Linked DNA regions of Rattus norvegicus: region 2 is linked to region 1. The links are chromatin contacts, called in public Hi-C maps. All regions are on one chromosome and are shown on one strand. Each heading gives the region's core, a stretch centred on a gene start, on an enhancer-like site or on the middle of the called end of the contact. The rest is flanking DNA. Distances are from core to core; before and after follow the strand shown.

Evidence for each region. Hi-C and Micro-C count contacts between places; a contact is called where the count stands out from the background.
Region 2: a Hi-C map of psoas muscle shows a contact between it and region 1, with 2.6 times the contacts expected there. The contact joins the promoter of Tbx2 here to the enhancer-like site in region 1. A contact is called at or near these places in 3 of 12 Hi-C or Micro-C datasets (the A7r5 cell line, prefrontal cortex and psoas muscle).

Annotation. Positions count from the first base shown.
Region 1 is chr10:71,055,284-71,060,654 of GRCr8, reverse strand. All of the region lies in intron 24 of Bcas3 (BCAS3, microtubule associated cell migration factor), which reads right to left. The region is part of intron 1 of LOC134480843 (large ribosomal subunit protein eL21-like); the gene reads left to right. LOC134480844 (a long non-coding RNA gene) reads right to left here. Exons shown (of 2, transcript XR_010055718.1): 1 at 1-5,371. Among named protein-coding and RNA genes, the nearest start is that of Tbx2, 120 kb to the left of the region's middle. Within about 2 kb of position 2,979, at least 21 of the 93 cell types and tissues checked have an H3K27ac peak or open chromatin away from gene starts, as enhancers often do.
Region 2 is chr10:71,173,990-71,179,360 of GRCr8, reverse strand. It overlaps Tbx2 (T-box transcription factor 2), which reads right to left and starts at 2,279. Exons shown (of 7, transcript NM_001401806.1): 1 at 1,580-2,279; 2 at 246-513. The coding sequence starts at 1,974. All of the region lies in intron 1 of LOC134480843 (large ribosomal subunit protein eL21-like), which reads left to right.

The sequences.
Region 1 (5,371 bases), core at 1,730-4,229:
TGAACATGTTAGGTAAACCTTCACCACTGAATTCTGTCCCTAACTCTTGGCTTTGAAAGACAGTGTATGGAGCTCAAGTTAGACTTGAACTTGCTACAAAGCCCTAGATGGCCTTGAGCTGACAATCCTCTACCTCCGACTCCAGAGTGCCAGGCTCACAGGTGTGCCACCATCTGGCTTCCTTAAAGTTTGTGAGGAGAACAGTGCTTTGACACGAGAAAACTTCAGTTATTTTGGTTAAGATTCTTGTATGACTACTGAAGTATTCTCATTAGGAGAGACTGAGTATATCTGTGCATATGAAGAGACGATTGAAGACGTGTCAAAAGCCAGGATCCTTGTCTCTATCAGACATATCATTTTAGTGCTGTCGTCTAAGCCCCAAGGCAGACACCTAGTGGTACCTGAGACTGCCAGAGGACTTTCTTGGAACCATGCTTAAGGCCAGCACTGAGCTCTTGCCTTTCTGCAGGTTGAGGCCTGGGCTGCTAGTGCTTCTTGGGCCACAGGACAGAAATAGCCCGGAACTCCTCGGGTTCCTTATGAAGGGGTTGCTTTACGTGGCCCTGTCTCCAGCTGGCTAACCACCTAACTCCTCGTGCCTCACTGACTCAGTGTCTTCAAAGTCAAGAGGCGCACATTGATCTCTGACACCGTGAACTCCCTAGACAAAGATATCCACAGAAAGCCAACCAGAGAAGAAACTGCTTCAGGCTTGATGGCAAGAGACTTATTGGCCTCTGTAGGGTGGTCTAGGTCAGGGCCTCTTTGAAAGTAAGTCTACAACGTTTCTGTCAGAAAGTGCCTCCACTGCATAAAGTCACTGGGCCACTGGCTTATGCCTACCAGCAGAGGCTGAGGGTGTGGTGGGTAACATATACTCACTGTGAAAGGTATAAGAAAAGTCAGAAAATAAAATATAAAGGAGACAGTTGTGATTTGAAGGTTCAGAAATCTGTTTGACCAAGATCCATTTCTAAGAGGAAAGGGTGGTACGGCCTTCCCAGTCCTAGAGTCTAGGAGGAAATCTGTATACAGTAGCTTGCCAAGAAAACCATCAAGAACTCAAGTTTCCTTCAAGTTAAACCCCATCACTTAATAAAATAATAAGGTACCATTCACTGAACATCTAAACAAATTGCTAGGATGTTACCACAAACAGCTCAGGGAAAGGAACGCTGTGGTGCGTTTCCCACATAAGCAGCTACAGCAGAAACCCTCAAGTCTCTGAACCCTACACACAGTATGGCTAAAACAGTCTATAAAAGAATTCCGAAGACCGACCTTTCTGTTGGAAAAGCTTCACTCTCTACAGACACAGCAGTAAAGCACCCAGAGAGAAGCACAGAGCCAAGCCTTCTCTGATTTCAGGGCTGACACCTACTCCTTGCTCATGAGGATATGACCACTGTGGGCGCAGAAGTATGGAGACGAGGTCTCTGTCTCCTTGGTAGCTGCATGCATGCTTTGGAGACAGTGGCATGGAGAAGAAACATAGGAAAGCAGAATGTAGAAACTAAATAGAGGGCAGCTAGGGAAGCAGTTTGGTCCAGCTCATCCAACTGTCCTTCCCTCCTCCCACCCCGACTCTTAGAGACAGTATGTCAGTAACACCTGGGCAGGCTTGTGACCTGTGGGCCAAGCTTCTGTGTCCCGGCTGCTGGGATTACAAACTACTCCAGTTCCTCCAGGCTCAGGGTCTCTGCGGCATGTCTAACCTCAGTCTCTTCTTACCTTGTGAAAGGGAACCCAGAGGTGAGTAGTGACCCCCTGTGCTTTGGTTCTGTTCCTTGGCAAATCCTAAGTGAGATTAGCTTGGGAAAGTATTTGTGACAAGTGACAGAAGACAGGAATTGCTGATATTTTCATCCACGTCTGGGGTGGAGAAAAAGGTGAAGGATCTTTGCTGATCTCTGGGAGTTGAGAGCAAGTAACATATGAAACTTCAATAAGTCATTGTGCTTCCTTGAGACAAGTTTTTGAGAAAAAACGTTCACCAGTGCCTTCAGAACAAACTCAGATTATTGTAATGAAACAAGAGGCCCACAGAGGAAGGTATCAGGGAGAAAAAAGCGAGGTGACAAAATAGGGTCATTTCACTGTGACCAGGCAAAATACAGGAACTGAATGATTTAAGATTAAAAATGTTCTTACTGAAGTCACATGAGCTTGTAGTTGACTTTTTTTTTTTTTTTTTTTTTAGGTAAATGATGGCTTTGTTATGACCCCCGCTGTCAGGTAGTGGCAGAGGGATAGGAGTCCAAAGGGAAGGTCACCCAGGTATCGACTGAGGTAACAATTCTACTTTCTAAACCCGTGAGTCTTGTATTTAAAAAGAAATATGCTGGCCATAGCAGCTAGAAAGTTAAGTCATCTTCAGAGTAGGGTTATTACCACAGGCCTCCAGGGTCCTGCTGAGGGAGGCCGGCAGCAACCCAGCAGGGCTAAGCCTCTTCAAGGTTTTAAATGAAAAACATCCACTTAACTTTTATAGGGGATTGTTCCCTAATAACCTACGAGGAAGGCGGCTGGCTCTCTTGAGTTTTCCAGCAGGGTTGTCTCTAGGTTGACTAAGGAACAAGGGCACAACTGCGATTTTAACTAGGGTCCCAGTGGGCCAAACAGAGAAGAAAGCCTACAGGATTTAGGTCTCAGGCCTATTAGCTGAAGGCTCTTTCATCAACAGAGTTCCTTTTATATGTAAATTAGACAAGATTCCATCCAATGACCAAAGTAGGCTAGCAAAAGTAAAGCCAGATCGCAAGGAAGCCAAGGAGAATGAATTACAAAAGATACCCCACAGCTCCAAGGCCTATTTCAGTGAAACGCATGAACAAAGTTAACCCTGGAACCAAACAGGACAGCAACAGGGAGGAGGACCCCTGGGAATCCAGGTTCCTCAGCTGGCATCTGGCATCTAACCGCAGGGTTCCTGGCAGCATTGGTCTAGACTTCTGGTGGCTTGTGACCTTTTTACTCTACCTTAGGCAACCCTGGCATTCACAAGGCCACATTCCTAAAGGTGACTCTAACTACAGCAACTGCACAAGTTAACAGTAGTGAAAATCACAAACATGAAACAACCTGAATGCCATTACTAACAACAGGTTCATATGGAGCAAGGAACTGGAACTGAAGCATGCGCGTGTTTCACCGTCCTGCTAACAGTGAAGCGGATGCTGACAGCATGGTTTGTAGAAGCAGCTAAGGCTGAGACTCTGAGTCGTTACAAAGGTTGTAGGTACAGCATGGGATGGACGGACACCTAGAGTCAAAACCAAGAGGGAGAGAGAGGATGGGAGAGCAGTGAGGCTGGCTCCTGAACTCAGAGGACATGAGACTGAGGCCAGTGACAGTGAGTCTAACAGCCAGAGAACTCAGGGATAGGGACTTCAGGACTGCTCCCATGTCACTGCCTCGGAATGAGGACCGAGAATTAGATAACCTTTAGGGACCTTTTTACCCCTGACACTCTACACAAGGGGCCCTGTTCCATAAGGACCTAGGAACTGTTTAATTCCCAGGCTTAAAAAAAGTTCTTCATTTCTATTTTAAAAATTGCTTGTTCCCGTGGCCCTGGAATGCCTGCCTCTGGCCCCTCTGGAGCCCTGGGTTATGTGAAAGCTGCTGTGCCAAGCTGGTCCAGGGGCGGGGCTAAGCCTTCCTGGCTGGCTTGTGACATGCTCCTGACGTACTGTGTGGTCAAGGAGCTGGAACTGGGGGGGCTGAACAAGGGCCAAGCCTTGCACTTCAGCTTCCTGACCTGGCAGCCATTCAGAGAGACCCTGCTAAGTGCTATTTCCTAAATACACTCTCTTTTCATAACAATCTTACCACATTGCTTTCCTTTACAAGCCCTCTTAAAAAAGGGAACTGGACTCCTTCTGGTTAATCTACACAGACTACATTTGGAAACCATCAGAAACTGAACTCTAAACAAAACGTTATTAATGTGTTGTAATCTGCCCTCTATGTTGCAGATGAAAAGAAAATGTTTTATAGCTGTGGAGCATACGTTTTAATTGCCTTTTAAGAGTGCATATACTTTTAGGACTTCATGTTATAAAACTGTAGTATCTGTTTCCTGATAACTGTTGAGTGATCTCAGCTATTTTTATTAGTTGTCCCCCCCACCCCCCTTTCTCATCCTTTGCTCCCTTTTCTCCTAAACTGCCACCCATGGGAAGTTCCTTTAGATCAAGCTTAATATGACGCTCACATATTTAGGGTCTTCATTATAAATAGCTTCTTTACAGTCTCCGCCTCACTATAAAACACGTGTGCCCGAAAACGAGTCCCATAAACAAAGATGGACTGGGTGGCTTTGTACAATAACCCAGTCTTGCTGGGAACCCAGCGGTCCAGCCTTTTCCTAGTTGCCATGGCGTTTTTATGGGGGCAGATGACCTGAGGAGATCTGATGCTCCTGCTACTTTCCCAAGTGTGCAGCCCTGTCCCAGGAGACTAACACATCAGTCAACAACTCCGGAGGCTTCACAAGCAAAGTCTCGGATGCACCAGGATCCAGTCTTTTCCAGTACCGAATCCTAAATTCATTAGATCTGGACCTAATATCCACATAATCTTCACCAGCCTACCACTAGGCTGACAGATCTTTGGAAAGTCAGGTCACATGCCAGTGTGTGTGGGAGCCCAGAGTTTGATTGTTTTGCCTTCTAACTGGGCTTACAATACCTAGATCTTGTACTAGTGATCTGAGACTGGTGTATAGGAAATGGGCTAAGAGTTTGCTGGGGTAGGGTCAGGGAGTGGAAGCAGTGGTGGAACTGTGTGTTGGGCTCTGGAGTCATCTCTAGCATGAAGAGGGCCCTGCTCTGAAGCATCTCAAGGTAGCCGTCAGTTATAGAAGTCTTCTGAGATCAGCCAATAGAGGAGGACTCCTTTTCAAAGGCAAGCTTCACAGGTTCCTTGAACCAAAAAGACATCCCTAGTGATTATCTGGCCCGCACTCACTTTTGGGTTGGGGAGCAGAATCTGAGGTCATTAACTCTTGCAGAGCTGAATGTTTCTTAATATCTGGAGCTCAGCCTGGCTTCCAGATCACCAGCTCTTGGCCCAACCCGTGTGCTCATAGGAACTCATTGCTGGGAGTGGCCTGCAGTGGTCTTACGGGAGGCTGCTTTCTTTCTCTTCCTTGGTTGTATCCATCACCTTCTGCTTCTGAGGTCTCTGGCACTCGCCTAGGCATCAGACCGTGACACAGAAGAGAGGTGCTCAGCTAGGCCTTGTTTTCCCAAGCAGAGCCTCTTCTCTCTTCCTGTTTCATAAAAGCACTCGGATCTGCCCAACGGCTCAGTAGACCTGAGGGCTATACTCATTCATAGTGTATTAAAGAGCTCTTGCTTATAAA
Region 2 (5,371 bases), core at 1,030-3,529, 120 kb before region 1:
TCAGAAATTAACTGAGGTTGAGAGCAGCCTGGAGCTTTCCACAAACTGTCTACATACTTTTCCTCAGGCTTGCAGAACAGGACTCTGGAAGCCTAGGCCCAGCTTACCTGGGCCACAGAGCAGTGACTCAGACAGGGCCGCTCCAGGGGTTCAACCGATGATTCCCTCCTGAAATCCTCTAGCCTCCTTCTACCCACTCAACTGCACCCGGGTTCTCACTGTCTTCCCAACCTGCCCACACTCACGAAGCCATGCTTGTCAGAAATGTTGTTGGTTAGCTTCAGTTTGTGGAAGGCCACGGGCTTGGCCATCCACTGCTCCCCCGTGGCCGGACTGTCCGGGTGGATGTACATGCGTTTAGGCATCTCGGGGTCGGCTTTGCCTGCCACCATCCATCTCGAGTTGTGAAACTTATATCGGCAGTCATCGGCAGCCACAATGTCCATCAGCAGGATGTACTTGGCCTTCTTGTCCAGGCCGCTGACTCGCACCTTGAAGGGGGGGAACATCCGCCTCGGAGGGAGGGAAGGGGGATATGCCATTGGGACCCGGGTCTTCTTGGCCCCTTTGCCTTCCCCGTGGTGTGACACCCTGCCTGAAGTCTCCCCATCTATGTTCCCCATCTATGTCCTCTACTTGTGCTGTGCTCCTAGTGCTACCAGGAAGACCCGACCTGTGTTTGTTACTCCCGAAACATCTCCTTTCTGCCGGCCAGACCCTGTTTTGTAAAGTCTTGGATTAGTTTTGCACTCAGATCTGGGAACCTTTCCTCCACTCTGATCCGAGATGAGGGTTGATGCCCAGGAAAGGAAACTAGGCCCTTTAGAGATACCCTGGGTTTTTCTGAATGGCCCAGAGATTCGTAGAGAGGAAATAAACTATTGGGACAGGCTCAAAGAAATAAACTAGCAAGGTCTTTGTCTGGGGAAACGATTTAGAACCTTAATCAGGGAACCTTAGCCTAGAATTTCGGGGGAACAGGGTGAACCCGAGGCCTGGACTTTCAGTGCTGGGAGGATTGGGGATTGTGTTTTTCTCCTGGCTTTAAGGCCTCAAGAGGTGACTGGTCCAGAGCTCCAAGCTCCAAGGACAAGCAAGATTCTCTCCAAGGCCTAGCTGTGGGCTCAACAACTCTCTGCCAGAATCAAGTGGTCGGTCTGGAGCTAGCAGGAGTCGGGATGCTAGTCACATTATGGACTCCGGTGATCGGTGGAGAATCCGGGTAAGGTTCCTTCTCTTAGGAACTCGGAGACCGACCGGGATACAGAAAAGCGAGACCGCAAGGGGCGGAGGAGCCCCTCCAGAGTCGAGCCACAGAGGCTTTGAGACTCAGAAAGGTTAGGAATATTCTTTAGGAGAGTGTTTTCGTTTTATTTCAATCGAGAGGTGTTTGCTTTTCTTTTTCTTTTTTAATTCGCTCCGGAGTCAAACGAAAAAAAAAAAGTCAGTTTGCTTGTCTGTGGAGAAGAGCGTGGCGCCAGGGCCGGAGCGTGGAGAGCCTAGAGTGCATCGGCCCAGTGCTGGTGGGTGCTGTCCGATCCCCGAGCCCTCCCGCCCGCCGGTCTCCCGGCCACCCTACCTCCCGGACTTGGTGATGACCATCTCGGTGCCCAGCTTGTGGAACTGGTCCCACAGCTCCTTGGCCTCCAGCGTCACCTTGGGGTCGTCCTCCACCTCGTCCTCGGGTTCCAGGCTCTTGAGCGAGCGCAGATGCGCGGCGGGCGGGTGCGGGCCGAGTGCCGAGACGTGCAGCCCCGCCTCGGCTGCCGCCGCCGCCGCTGCAGCCGCGGCCGCCGCCCCCGCCAGGCCCGGGTCGGGCAGAGGCTTGGCCAGCGCGCCGGGCGGCAGCGCTAGCGCCGGGAAGAAGGAGGGCTGCGCTGCCGCCAGGAAGGCGGACATGGGGAAGTCGGCGGGCCGTGGCGCGTGGAACGGATGGTAAGCCATGGCGCTGGCTGCCAGCGCCGGCTCTCTCATCGGGACATCCGGCCCAGGCACCCGGGAGCCGGGGCCGGGGCCGGGGGCGCGCGCCTCGGACCCCCGGCCCGGGCGGCGGCGCGCGCGGAGGACAGACGGCCCGGGCGGCGGGCGCGGCAGCGGCTTCTCCCGGCTCCCCGTCCCGCGCACCTCAAGGGGCGCGGGGCTCTGGACGCGGGGGCGGAGGGGGCTCTGCGCGGGGCTGGGCTGGGCTGGCCGACTCCGGCGCCGGGGACCACGCGCGACTGGTTAGATCTTGTCCTGATCTCTGGAAAACTGTGACTATCTCACATGTCCTGCCCTGTTCGGATCCCCTGCGCTAACGAGCCAGGCCCCCCTTGATTGCTGATTTTACGCTTTTTGGACCAATTGTGGGTCTCCGGGGGCGGGGTTTTGACAGCTCAGGCCAAGCTCTGGACGGGAGGGGGGGCCAGGGAGAAGGTGTCGGAAGCCTCAGCAGTAAGAAAACATGTCAACAGAATAAAATATTAACCAATGACGGGCCGGCGGGCCCCGAGACCCCTCCCCCTGGCCTGGCCCCCACCTCGTCGTCCGCGCCGGCCGCTGCCTGGGCGAGGGCTGGAAAGCGCAGAGGGCCGATCTGACCCGCCGAAAGGGCCTGAGGCAGGGGGCGCCCGGATCCCAGGGCCTTGGGGAAGGACCCCTAGCCGCATGCCGGCCCCAAGTGCAAAGCATTGACACGTTCGGGAGAGGAGAGGGGGCGCCCTTTCCCTCCCGCGCCGGGAGTCCCGGCCGCTTTGGCCTGCGCCCCAGCCTGGCCTCCCACCCCACTCCCGGTCACCGCCCCGGGTCCATGCACTTCGGAGGGAGGCTGCGGGCACTGGAAAGCGAGGCCGGTGGGCGGGCAAGTCAGGAGGCTCGGGCGACCGAGGTCCCGGAGCCGAAATCAGGTGGCCGGAGCCGGTGAGTGGGGAGCCACGGCAGAACCCTGATGGGGCCGGCACGGGCGGGAGCGGGACGCGGCCTTGCACTGGAGAAATGAAGGGACCCCCCCCTCCTCACCTGCTCCTCCCCTCATAGACTCAGGAACTGGGGTTACAGGCAGGCCGGCATTTAGCCTAAAGTAGGTATGTGTCAGGTCCTAAGTCAAAACCTTCTGGCGAGTTGGGGAATGGATCCTTGGGGCCAGATAGGTGAGCGCACCTTCTACAGAGCCCAAGGCGGTACCGCGCTAGCCGATCCTAGAACTCAGATTCTCCACACGCGCCAGAACGAATTTTCGCCGCATCCGGTATTGGAGATGCAAGCTTATCTCTTCCTAAACACTGGCATCTTTCCTTCACCTCCAGTTACTTCTCTAGAGTTTGTTTCCGTCTTTTGGAAGCTCAAGGCCCCCTAGTTCAGGAATGCTGAGTAATGCGGGTGGGAATCGAGGTGTCTGCCAGCATGTGTGAACACCCCTTTCGACAATCAGTCTTCGTTTGCTCTCTGGCAACGGCCCCAATGCATCTTCGTGTGTGTGTGTGTGTGTGTGTGTGTGTGTGTGTGTGTGTGTGTGTGTGTGTATTTTGTGTCCAGTGTGGTGCCCTCCGTACACATTGAGAGCCATAATCAGGTGTGTCCAGAGTAAAAAGATCATACACTTGCCCATTTATGGCTGGTGCTCCGACCCTTGTGCTTGTTGGGGAGGGGAGGCAGGGTATGCACTAGCCACAGTGGACCCTCCCACCCACCCAACCAGTATAAGCAAATTCTGCCCTGTGCTCGCATGGTGGGTGCCCTGTGCTCGCTCATCAGTGGCCCAGGCAGCTCGCCCCTCTGCTACGTACACCAGGTCTCCGGGCACTTGGTAGCTGACCGCCCAGAAAGGCGTTTAAAAGCTAGTCGCCCCCGGCAGTACGGGGTTGAAACCAGCAGGAGTCGTTTGGCCTCCACGACCTTTTTTCCTATACATCTGAGCCAACCACCAGGAGCTTGTAATTCTTCATAGCCCTGTGCGCGCCTGCCCCACTAGGTTTTTCTTCAGGACCTTACTCTTGGCTAGGTCGCTTTTTCTCATTTTTTTCTCTGCCCATAATGAATCTTCAGCTCTAGTTCGCAGCTGGTGTGAGATCCATGGCAGCTTTGCATTGGTTCCAATTTAGACAGGATGTGGCTCCTCCAGGAGATAGGTGTCTGAACAACACACTTAGGCAGTTAGTGAGGCGAACAACAACAACAACAACAACAACAAAGTCAGGTCAGCTTTCCGAATTAGTTGTGTGTGTGGGATCAGGCACTTTAGTACCTTGTAAAAATGTGTATGTATTGAAGTATGTATGTATTTTTGGACATTTTTCCTGGATAGCATACTGTAGCTGGTCTACCCGTTTAGGCCCGAGATTTGAAACACGAAGGTCTGAATTATTGGTCCTCGAAACCGGGCAGCTGTCGCCCAGTGGCTACATTAGGGGATCTGAATCCCACTTAAGTTAAGGACCTGACCTGCGACTGGTCAGACACTTTTTCCCTGCCTCCCCGGCAGGTTGGGATTCCACCAACCGCTCCAGCCCACCACCACACAGTCACCTGGAGAACCTGCCTTAGCCACTCTTAAGATTCTTTATCGACCCATCCCCAAACTTTCTTAGAATATCCTTGGATCATCGAAAACTGGCGCTGGGGCGGCCCAAGCAGCCTCTTGAGCGGCGCCTTGCGGCCCGCAGCTCCTGCTCCGCCCTACCCCCGCCTGGGTCTACCCCCCACTCCTCTCCCCTTCTCAGGAACAGGCGCCCCTGGGGGAGTCCCCCGGGCAGAGTGTGCGTGTCTCTTTAAGAGGCCCCGGGGGGCGCCTCGCGGGCCGCCCGGGGCTGGAGGGGGAGGGCACGGGCGAGGGCGCCTGGCGCCAGGCGGCCGAGGCTCCACAACAAAGCTCCGGCCCCTGTCACTTCGCATCGGCCGGGACCCGCAGACGGGTGGGGGACGCGCGCTCTGCCGCCCCTCCCTCTCCCAGGCAGTCCTGGGCCGGGGCGTCGGGCAGGCGCTGGCTTCGCGGTTCCAGGCCCCTTTCACGTGGTTCTTAGTCTTAGCTTCCCGCAACCAAACCGAGCACCAGTAGCCCGGGCCAGAGGGGACTGCGTTCCCAAGCCTGGCAGGGCTGCCGGGTTCATCTTTTGGCCGGGTTACATCGAGAATGGTCTCGCATAGGTCCCTGTAGGTATCTGCACGCATGACCCGCGTGGAGTGGATGCGGGAATGCTGGGGGATGTGTGGTCCTGTGGCAGAGTTGAATGAGGGGCACGTGAGCGCCAAAAACTGGGCACTAAGCACGCCTTGACATATGAATGTGTCTGGAAAAAGCTGGGGTGACATGAGTGGCCCTATGCGTCGGACAAGTGGTCGGTAGAAGACACTAGGCGCATTCGTTGTTTCCATCCATGGCTTCTCCACCGGACCC